2 separate regions of the Zea mays genome follow, and region 2 is linked to region 1. A link is a contact called in public Hi-C data. All regions are on one chromosome and are shown on one strand. The core of a region is the stretch at or near the end of the contact, and the rest is flanking DNA. Distances in the headings are between cores, read along the strand shown. Region 1 holds the start of LOC100274554. Region 2 holds the start of LOC100273973.

Region 1 (5,969 bases), core at 211-2,710:
TTTTTCTTCTTCCTCCCTTCGCCCGCATTTCGCTCGCAAAAAAGACTAGTACCACTACTACTACCGGTACCAGCAAACGCAAGCAAACGTGGCTCGCTCGGAGTTGCGGATGGAGACGCGGAGTGGGTGGGGCAGGCAGGCAGGCGTGCGTACCTGTCTGCTTGATGAGGTTCTCGTTGATCCCGCAGCCGAAGTGGTTCCAGCTATTCCACCTGCACACCACAACGGAGACCCAAAAGGTCAATGTTTGCTTTTCTTTCGGAAAATGAGGGGGGCAAAAAAAAAGGTTTCACTCTCAAAATTAAAGGGACGGATGTCCCAGTTGCCGTCAAGGACTAGAGAAAAGACACATAAAGGACCACCACACCCACACCTCGACCGCGTCCTCCTAGCTATAGAGAGCTAGGTTATCTGACCAGTGTACATTACAGTAGTAGCATGCAAAGTAATCGTGCCGCTCACGCATGCCAGAGCCAAAACGAATGATGAATCTATCGCCCCAAACGCCACGGAGCAAGAAGGGGGCGCGCGCGAGTTGAGCCATGCCGGAAGGCAAGGAACAAAAGTAGTGGCTTTATTAAACGCTGGGTCAGGACTCAGGAAGGCAACGGAGAATGAAAGCCAACAAACACGAAGCAGCAAAAGTCTGCCGACGCTGAGCGCGGCGAACGGGACGCCGACTGACCCTGACGGCGGCCCTGACCCCGTCTCGCTTCCGACGCAAGCCAAGGACATGTCCGTTCCCTCCCTGACTCCCTCCCTCACCACGCGCCCAAAAGAGTTCATCTCGTCTCGGTTCCCCTCGGTGCCTCCGCCCGAGCACCGTCCAGCGTCTACGTTCCCTTTTTTTTCTTCTTCCCTGGATCTATTTATTTATTCGTTTGTTTGATTACAAACTCGTTTGGTGCTGCTCGACTGTTTGTTGGTGGTGCCATTTGTGGGCGCGTGCAGAGATCAACTGGGCGGGCAGGGCACCACAGCCCACGCCACGACGATGGCGCGGCAACAAACAAACAAACAAAAAAAACGCAACCGGGAACGAAGAGGAGGTGCAGCTACGGCGGTAATGGCGCCGCGCGCGGCCGGCGGAGGAAGGTATAGCAGCAGCGCTGCGCTGCAAGCGATGGCGGGCTGGCGGCGAGTGTGTACGTACCCCATCTGCGGCGTCCGGCCGAGGCCGTTCTCGAACGCGCGGCGCCGGGAGCGCCGGCCGCCCCGCCTCGCCGCGGCCCCGCGCAGCTCCTCCCCCGTCCAGTTGCCGACGGCGGCGGGCACCCTGGCCGCCTCCGACGACGCGACCACGGCCGCGGCGGCCACGACGAGGAGCACCATGGCGAGGGACGGCGTCCACGAGCTCGGGGCGCGCGCCATGGCCGGCACCGGCAGCTGCAGAGTGCAGAGAGAACGGAGGGGGGACTGGGACCGCTGGGTTGGGGTTGGGGTTGGGGCGCGTTGTCAGACACTGGGCACGCGCTTTACTAGACAGGCCGCCGCCTTATATATAGCCGCTGCCACGGTCGCGCGGCAGGTCCCACCGTGTCAGTAAATTTTGCTACGTTTTTTTAAATCTCAAAATACTGTTCTGATAAATACAGACTCGTCAGTGTTTACTTGTGTCGCGGGGCTCCCCGCTTTATCCGAACCAGCTGGCGCTCGTGCGTGAGCGACTTCTCGCCACAACTAGTATATTCGTAGCGGGGCCCAGGCCCAGGCCCAGCAGTCGGTAGAAGGTGTGCCGTGCATCAAGGGTGATGGCATCGCACATGCCACATGGAAAACCCATTCATTGCTCTCGTATCCTACTGGAGTTTGCGTGGCATGCTACAGCTCATGCACAGTCGTCCCGCATGAATTTGGATATGATGTGATGTCACGTGATTGGATGCCGTGATGTTTGTCGGAGCCCCGTCTTACCGTAACTGCAGAATCTACTCTCCATCGGTCCATTTTTTTATCTCGCTGTCAAAACGTGTTTAGCTTAAACCTATAGAAATATTTGCATGGTCTTGAAGTAGTTACTGGCTATCTAATCTAATAATATTAATAGCTTGTATATATTTCATCAATATTACACGTAGTTGACTCGTATAAAGAAGATCGGGGACTATTTTACGATAAAGAAAGTATTTGTGATAAATTTATTATAGAGATATATTCAATGGTCTATCTAATGATATCAATTGCATATCATATATATTGATATTTTTATATTTGATCGAACTCGAGTATATTTGCCCATCTGTACTTTTATTCTCGTTTTTCCCCCCGACATGCCTTCCACCTTTTATCTTTCGCACCGCAAGAGGACAAAGTGGTCAAAAAAGTAATCGCTAGTACAGACTAATTTATTAGGCCGCTTGGATTTTTAAATTTTTGTCCATTTCGACCAACACGCACGGCGTCAGAACGGTGCAGCGCCCTCCGCAGGAATCGTCAGAGTAAAAGTTAACGAAAAGATGCGATCCCATCTCAGCCGCGGTCGGCCTCGGGGCGCGAACGACTATTGCCTGCCTCGGGGCGTTTCATCACTGCGCGCCGCAACCGCAGCACAGGGAGGGAGGAGGCAGCGGCGCGGAGCGTCAAGCTCTAGGACATTGGTCGGCCGGAGAGTCGTGTTCCAACTTGGGGACGTTTGGTTTCTTTAGTACATGGATTAAAGTTTAGTTAGGAAATTAAAATTTAGTTCTTACCATATTTGTTTCTATAAACTAAAACTATCCAAAATACATTAAATAAATCATAAGATAACCAAAATACTCCTTAGTATTCTTCTATTATTAGTGCAAAATAAAGAAGATATAAATTGTGGAATTTATATGGTTTTAGTCTCTTTCAGTCATCCCTTGAGGAACTAGAGACTAAAACAGTTTAGTCCATGTTTTAGTCCCACCGTTTGGCAATTTAGAAATTAAATGACACTAAAATTAAAGGACTAATCTTTAGTCTCTCAAACCAAACACCAAACGAGGCCTTATTAGACACAGCCCTTTGCTTCTCATCCTCGTCCAATCCACTATGTTTACTAATTACGTCAATACATTTGATTGCACATGATATGTCATCGACTACATAGTCGTTTGGTTCATAAAATGTAACGTAAATAGTAACAATGATGATTCACACTTAATTAACGTAAAATGTCTACATAGTCGTTTGATGATTTACATTATGATTCATAAAATACATTTGAATGTAACGTAAATGTTCTAGTGTGGTGTCTTATTACGGTTGAACTTAACCAAACATGGTTTAACGCTACCGATTATCATTCGCGTTACAAATATGTGAACCAAACATCACTTAAATTGTAATGTCAGTTACTATACACATTAAACTTCATAAAACCGAGCAAATAATCCATTGGATGGTTTTCCATATGCGACACTCCATGTTGGCTACCTTTGTTGATGTGGTTGACCACCTTGGATACTTCACGCGGTTGTTTACCTAATTTCACAAAGTTTAGTGTATATAACACATGGTTTTATAGTTCATATGTTTTGTAGGCCATCCTAAATACTTTAGGGAGTTATATAAACTTTCTTTCTTTAATTTTGATCCTTTGTTCTAGGCTTTTATGAAAGCTTCATGTGTGATTTTGGTATTTGAGACAACTATTGGACTAATCTCTACTCTAGTATTGTGAATGGGCTTGGTTAGGTTCACATCCAAGATTGAGCAAGAACAATGACTATGAAAAGGATGGTAATGTCCATAAAAATTAATCAAGTGTTCAAAACGAAAAGTGGAAGGAGAAGCAAAATGCAAGGACTTAGAGAAAAAATATAACTATGGCATTTTGTTTTGTCGGTCAAGACGCAATACAACGTGTGATCGGATTTATGATATATATAGTTATATTATAAAGTGGGAAGCTCGATGTTTAGAATGACTACTTAAGGGCCACTAGGTAAATTGACTCCATACATGAGCATTAGGCCCGGTGAAGCCATGAAACTCTACCTTAAACATAATTGTGAAAATGCTAACTTATATGCACAATTATGTATGACACATTGGAGTTAGCACATGTACAAAAAGTTGGAAGAAAGAGTTAGAGAGCACTTCTAAATAAGTGTCGGACCCTAACATGAAAAGCATACCAACACAGTGCTAGTCTAACGGCTAACCTCGTGCACCCTAGCTTCATCGATCCTTAGCATTGGTCTAACAAAGGGTGTCACACCAGTCTGATGCCCTTTGTGGCCCTCTGGTCAAATTCTGGATAAAAAGAGCCTCAGTCACGTTGTCTAACGGTGACAACACGGGTGACATTAGACAGGATGCACACAATGTTTATCAGAACAATTTTCAATGCCAGACACATGAGAAACTTCATATAGAATCGTCAGACCCTGAGCCATGGTCCAATGAGTACGGTTGGACTAGTATGATGCAACGAGGACCTCTCTAATTATTTTATGCGTAGTATGGGATGGTTTGACGCCCTAGTTTTGTGCACTATAGATGGCTCTTTGTCTTTTAGGACCTTATAAATAGAGTTTGTTTGGCTTTGGGGGTAAATAGCTTGGCTTCTCAACCAGATAAACATCCTAGCAAGCTTAAGAAAACATATTCTGCTCATCTCTAGTAACATTGATTCGTCCAAAATATATACTTTCATGCCATATTTTATACTAATCAACTTTGCCCTAGTGATAATTATAAGTTTGTAGAATAGTTTTTTTATAGGCTATTCATCCTCTCTTTAGCCATCTAGATCGTTCCACTCTCTAATTTGGATGGTCCCTTCATGTTTTTTTTGGCGGATTCGGTGGGTCAGGTGAAGGATGTTGCTTGTGACCATACCTATGATGCCCTGATGTATTTTGGAGCACCCCTTGAGGTGTTTTAGAAAATGCATTCATAGATCTAGCTCTCAGATTTGAATGTTTGGATGCTTTAGATTTCACGGAGCTGAAATGTTTAGCTAGAAAACAGAACTTGAAGCTGATTTTCTATCTGAAACCCCTGAAACTGTCCCAGACAGCCCTCAGAGAAATTGGGAACTTGGCTGGGGCGCCGGGCGTCATCGCCCCATCGGTGGAGCGATGGTGGGGTTCCGTTGGGCCGGGTCATGCGGATGCGGCGGCTAGTGGAGAGAGGAGCGGACTTGGACAGTGTGATCTCTGCCCCCTCTCTCTCTCCCTCGGGTCGTCGCCGTTTGTGGACGATGTCGTCATATGTCACCAGGTCGCTTGGGCTCTAATAATACCCTTCTCCATTAACAATGCGAGTAACCCTATCGAAGCTGCTGCATGATGGCAGTGCCGTAGTGGCTAGCTTAGCCCCTGGACGAGGCACGAGCTAGTCGGTGTGAAGTGAAAGGAAAAGAAATGGACAGATTATTCGAATAATAAACAGATTAAAAAACGGAGTTGGCCAACAACACCGCGGATAGGATACAGCTAGCGTCGTCGTACCACTGGCCTCTGGGAGAGATGGTTGACCTTGTCGTTGCGTCGTGCTTCGTGGATCGCTAGCCGCAGAAACCCAGATAGGATAACATCGCACCGGATGGATCGGGTGCTTTTTGTACACTGACGAAGCTGAAAAGAGTTGTAGTAGGGATAGCAAAGCTGGGCCATCATATTTTGGCTGTTTTTCTCTTGATAGTGATATGGTGACGTGATAAAATCGATCCATAAATATGCTTATCGTCCCCCCTCAAAGAAATGTAGGAGTAAAAAGCTAAAAAAGCTTGGCGATAACTATATCCATCCCATTATGGATTTGACGGTCTGCTGTGTCGTTTGTGAACGCACTTGAATTCATGCACTAGTGTTGTATGGGCCGGCTGATGGTGGGAGGGAGGGCGGGCGGACAGCGAAACGCATGATCACTAGCGCAATTGATTGCAGGGGTAGGACCGGACCGGAGGCTTGGCTGGCGCACCTTGGCTCCACCGATTTGTTCCCAACATAAATCGTCCTGGCCGTGATCGTAAGCACCGGCAGGCAGATACGGCG
Region 2 (5,954 bases), core at 2,447-4,946, 300 kb after region 1:
TAGCTTTGCCACAAGATTTAGCCATGTCACAAAGTGTAAGATTAAGACTATGACAAGCACATGGCATAAATAAAGCTCTTGGATTTATATCAAGCAGTCGTCTTTGCACGCCCTTGTGTTTTCCTTTCATGTTAGATCCATTATCATAACCTTGACCCCGAACATCTTCAATATTTAGGCCAAAGGACTTAATGGAATCAAGTAATGAATTAAAAAGTCCCTCACCGGATGTATCATCTACCTTCATGAAACCCAAAAAATACTCCTCAACTTTACGAGTAGACATGTTAACACATCGGATCAACAAACTCATTTGTTCTTGATGACTAACATCAGGGGTACAATCAAGGATAACTGAAAAATATTTGGCCTCTTTAACAGTGTTTATGATAGATTTAGTGATGTTAGAAGCCAAAAGAGAAATCAACTCATTCTGAATTTTATGACTAAGATAGTGATAATGAATCTCATTGTTTTGAATACGTCTGAGGTGATCTTGCATAATCAAATCAAATTCAGCAATCATCTCAACACAAGCTAAGAAATTACCATTTTGATCATTGTAAAGTTGCTCACTTGGTCCTCTAAAAGCTAAATTCCGCTTACCAAGAAATTTCACAACAACAATTATTCTTTGTAAAACTTGCCTGATACGCTCTTTCTCCTTTGTGATTTGTTGCTGAATGTTTTTGTCAATTGTTTCATGCTTACCAAGCCTCACCCTCAGTTCATTCCAAGAGTTCATGCTTATAATATGTTGTATACTACCCTCATGTTCTTTCAACCTCTCATTAATATGCCTCCAATCTCTGAACCCCTCATGACCCAATGAACTCTTGCAGTTTTCTGTATTGAAAAGCTTGCATGAAAAACAAAACACTCTATCAACGTGTTTAGAATATACCAACCACTTTCTATAATAAACTTCTCCATTGCTCATCTTTCTAGAGTAATGAGTATATGAAAAATGTCTGCCATTGGTATCCAAAGGAAATTCAATATTTTCATCTCTGATGGGTCCCTTCTCTACTAATATGTCCCTCGACTTGTTATCAAGATTATCCCAATTTCTTGGATCATAGATATCTTCAGTAAAAACAGGTTGTTCATCAACACTAGCATTTTCTGTAGGAGGTGAATTAACCATAGGCTCATGATCACTCACATTGTTATCATTCCTATCGGTGTCAATATTTTCTTCTGGTGTAAAGCCCTGATCTTCTGGGTTATTATCAGGTTGCTCCTCTATAGCAACTACAGCCATCTCATTTTGATTCCTTGAAGTTCTTGAATTACTAGGAAAAAATTTGTCCATAGCTCCTCTCTGTGTTTCTATGAACTCATCTGCTCGTTTCTTCCTCTTTCTTTTCTCAGAACCGGATGGATACTTTCTAGATGACATGACTATATGCTGAAATTAAAAAAATAAAATTATGAATTAAAGCTATTGATTAGTTACAATAATAAACTTAAAGAATTATTACTGATTATGGAGTACTTAGTACAGAAATTTCGACAAGTGTCTGGCTTACATCGAACGAAGAGCAAGAGCTGATAATAAAATATGGCTGCTGGGTCGGCGTTCCTTTTCCCTTTTGCCGAATTGCCGTTTCTCTCTTCTCTCTGCTGCTGGGTCGGCAGTCGCCGTTTCTTGGGGTTTGGGCGCCGTCACTGCGCGTCTGCGCCGCGAGCCCGCGAGGCCGCGATGGTGCGGGGCTGCGGGAGGAGACGAGGAGTCCAGGAGGACGTGGGTCGCGGCTGCCGGCGATAGCCCTGAGGCGATGAACGGAGGCAGAGGCAAGTTAATGAAGCGAACGCCGGAACGCGATCTGCTCTGCTTCTGGGCTTCCTGGCGGCGTTTCTGTTTCTGCTTCCTATCTTTTTCCGTGATCCGCTCCTTCCTCCTTTCCGTGATCTGCTACTTGCCGATTTGTTTCCATATCCTAGTTATATAGTCTCAGGGGTGGGGCCCATCATCGCGGGGGGCCCGGGGCGACCGCCCCGCGCGCCTCCCCTCAGGGCCGTCGCTGCCTTCACCGGCACCTACACTAATGGATCAGCATTTACTAATAAGCTGTTTGATTTGAGTAATGAGCTAGTTCATTATATTTTCACTCCTCACTTTTTTGTTTGGTTTGTGGAATGGATTGAGTTGATCCACCATCACCTTATTCCTTATAATTATTTAATTAGTACTAATATAAGGAATAAAATCATCCTACCAAATTTGAGAAATGAATCCATAATGCACCACCACATTTTGGATGGAGTAATTCCTCAAACCAAACACCCCCTAAGTTTCCAGAGCGCTGCCGCTGACAAGGACCTCCATGTCCTCCGATGGCAGCCCTGGCGGCGAAGATTCAGATTCACTGGTGGAGCAATACCCTTGCAGCGCCCCCCTATGCAGCCTTTGAACATGCTGGTATGAATCTAATGCTTAGTTACTCTAGTCCCTAACTATACTGTATCTATCATATATTCATGGAGTGTTGTAGTCATTGCTACGATTCTTACCATGAAACTGGGAACACAATAACATGAGAATACGATGATAATCAGGTCTAGATTTTTTAAAAAAAAGAGGTAGTCAGTCCAAAATCAATGTGTGTCTTCCTAGAATAACCGATGGCTTGACTAAAAAATTATCATTAACACTTGTAGATTACTGATGCTTTCTATTCAGTAACTTGCAGTTAACACAATAAGCGATGCTTGTTTTTGTTGAGCACAAATGGAATACTAAACCTCATTCGTCAAGCACGAAATATGATTGTGTTTGGAAGATAATATTGTGTTCAGGTATTCAGAATAACATAAGCTGATCACATGATGAGTTCCGAGGCAACTCAATCAACTCTAATGTACTGGGGAACTGTTGTGAGATGATACCATTTTGAGGGGAAAACAATTTTAGGAAAACCCTTAATACATAGTTTTAGGGGAGATTTTTTAAAGACTTTGGAGTTGCTCAAGCTATATCTAGCAGCTTATCTATCTCATTTTCTATTTCACTCACTATTTTAAACTCTACTATATAAATAATACAATCTATAGTGCAAAAACATGTCTATTCATGCTTGGCTAGAGATAGCCTTAGTGTGGACTGCGGTGCATGCGTCTGCGTCCGTGGTGAGAATTATTACTTATTGGGCTTTATTGGCCGACTGTCGAAGGATGACCTAGGACGTGAGATAAGTTCAGAAGGAGAAGCGACCTGCCTTTGTTTTGGTTTAGTAAGGACAAATGGACAATCACATGCTGATCTCCGCGATCTGGTAAACGAACACAAGAGATATTTATTTTTGTTAAATTTGTTAAAGATAAAGAAACGCACAGCAACCATTATTATTATTATTATGATCCGAAATCACGGTATATTATTATATATATAGTAGTAGAACAACAGATTTTAATTTTAAGGCATTGAGTTCCGTGAGTACGGCCATGTTCCCAGTCGTGGCGCGCGACCGCAGCCAGGCCAGGAGCCAGCAAAGCGAGCAGTCGACCATGTACCACGGAACGAGAGGAGAAAACGTCTGAAATAGGCGAGGGATCACGGCCGCGCCCGCGCAAGCGGCAAGGCAAACCCTTGTGTTGGTCCAGCCGCCCCTCGCCCCGCCGCACCAATCCCCCACCCCATCCCAACGCTATCCGCTGCCCTCGCCGCGCCCCCCTCCTCTTCCACCTCGTCCGCCACCCTCCCCAATCCATCACATCCCACCCTACCCCACCGGCCCTGCCGCCGCCGAGGAGGAGGTGTCCCCACCCCCGTCCGCAGAGGCAGCAGGGATCTCTACCGGGCATGGAGCTGGCGCTCGCCTCCGCGAAGCCCTCGCCTCGGGCGGCGGGGGCCTTCCCGCCACTTATCTTCTCGCCGCTTAAACCATTCCCGCTCCTCCGCTTCCCGCCGCGGAGGACCGCAGCGGCGGCGCTGCGGCTCCGGCTCCGGCTCCGCGCGGCTGCCGCTGACGCGGGCGAGACTTCCCCTGGCGAGGAGGTGTTCGGCGCGCGGCGGGAGCTAACGGGCATCCAGCCGCTGGTGGAGGCGCTGCCGCCCGCAGCGCGGACGGCGGCGGAACTGGCCGTCGCCGCGGCAGCCGTGGCGGCGGGATACGGCATCGGGCTCCGCGCGGGTGGCGGGTCGCGCGCCGTGGCGGTGGCGGGGGCGGCAGTGCTCTGCGCGGCCAGCGTGGCGGGAGCAGCTGCGGTGAACTCCGTGGTCCCAGAGGTCGCCGCCGTGGGGCTGCACAATTACGTCGCGGGCCACGACGACCCCACCAACCTGGACAACGGCGAGGTGGAGGCAATCGCGAAGAAGTGAGTAGCTCTCGTGTCTTGTTGCAGCATTGAGTTTATTGGTGAAATGGTTCGAGCTACTGCTGTGTTGCCTCCTGGTAGTCTTGTTGCAGCATTGACGTTATTCTTATATTTGGTAGTGAGCTACCTGGATCCAATGAAGTGCCCCTTAGTTGAGGTTTTTATTTTGCTCATGAACTAAATATTAGTACTTGCAGACATAATATAGTACTGTGATTAGCTCAGCCTTTTATTGTGATACGCACTTGTCTCCCCACTCCATTTCCAATAATTCTTGCACGCTTGTTTATTTGGTTCCCCCATAGTCCCATTGATTGTTGGAATGCAAGTAAATTTTGGTTTAGCTAGTTACATGTATGTTAAAAGAAGTTATATACAATTTCCATATTTGTAAGTTTTTTTTTGGTTTCTTGGGAATCTAAATTGCATAATCAGTTCCCGTTATCTCTTTTGGAGGCTAATTATTGATGTTGCTGTTGCTCCTCTTCATATATTCTTATAATGTGCAATTTTAATTTTAGATATGGAGTTAGCACACAGGATGACGCCTTCAAAGCAGAGCTCTGTGACTTGTATGCCAGGTGTGCTTCTCGGTGCTCTTGTTTTTTCCCCAGCTGGCACATGTGCTTGTGTGCATTAAGTTTTCTTAAATTCTTAAGGTGTCACCTCACCTCACGCTTTAGTCGCTTATAAGCGTAAGGTGGTAGTAAATCTCAATCGCCCCGCTTCGTCCTACCAACTTGATAACCATGGGCATAACTAGTGTTGTGCTACTCACTACTCACTACCTGTTGCCCCCTGCATACTACACTAGTTGGAGGCACGAAGGTTTCTGCAAACAATTGCAGGAAAAAGGAATAACCATAATCCTCTAGATGTAATCATACTATTGACTATATATTAAGAAGCAATTGGTCTCTGTTTTTTTAATCTATATTAAGGGACCCAGGCAAGCAAATAAATTATTGCTATTAGGCGCAGTCAGCCGGCCACTCAGTTTATTTGGTGTTTTGGGTTTGTATATTTGGTGAGCAAAATTTCAGTTTTCTGAATAGAAAACCCAGAGTTTTTGCCTCAAACCAGAACATACACTTTGTTGTTCGGTGTCTTCTTGTGTTTACTGAAGAAACGGCATGGTAACCAGGGACAGATCGCAAGGGGTAGGAACAGTGGCTAGTTTGGCGGACTTCATCACCACGGCTGGCAGCTTGCCGAGCCACGATGACCGAGGTAGTCCTGCCGAACTCCAGGGAGACTTCATTCCTCGATGATCTCCTAATACAAACTAGGGTCTGCCTTTATAGTATGAGGCAGCCACAAAAATAGGAACTGAATAACTTATTTTGGAAGTAAACTAATGCATATCTCCCTAGAATAAAACTTTCCAACTAACTCGATTTCTAGCCACGTTGTTGGTCACTTTCCTGTTTTCCGCCTGCTGCCCCTTGATTACTTTCCTGTCTTGCGCCTGCTACTTCTTGGGCTGGATCCTGGCGCCGACGCTTTTGATATTGGCAGCCCACAAAAGCGTCAGTAACAGCTTGTCATTGTCAGTGCACTACAATGTTATCAAGTCATCTAGTTGATCTTAGTCGCCATGGGACCAACCAGGTGACTAGTTGGTCCTAGTCGTC

The links. Hi-C and Micro-C count contacts between places; a contact is called where the count stands out from the background.
Region 2: a contact with region 1 is called in a Hi-C map of ear, with 2.5 times the contacts expected there. The contact joins the promoter of LOC100273973 here to the promoter of LOC100274554 in region 1. A contact is called at or near these places in 4 of 25 Hi-C or Micro-C datasets (bundle sheath, ear, leaf and 1 more).

Annotation. Positions count from the first base shown.
Region 1 is chr1:233,759,238-233,765,206 of Zm-B73-REFERENCE-NAM-5.0, forward strand. It overlaps LOC100274554, which reads right to left and starts at 1,461. Exons shown (of 15, transcript NM_001148909.1): 1 at 1,154-1,461; 2 at 154-212. The coding sequence starts at 1,371.
Region 2 is chr1:234,057,603-234,063,556 of Zm-B73-REFERENCE-NAM-5.0, forward strand. It overlaps LOC100273973, which reads left to right and starts at 3,697. Exons shown (of 15, transcript NM_001360507.1): 1 at 3,697-4,320; 2 at 4,842-4,901. The coding sequence starts at 3,806.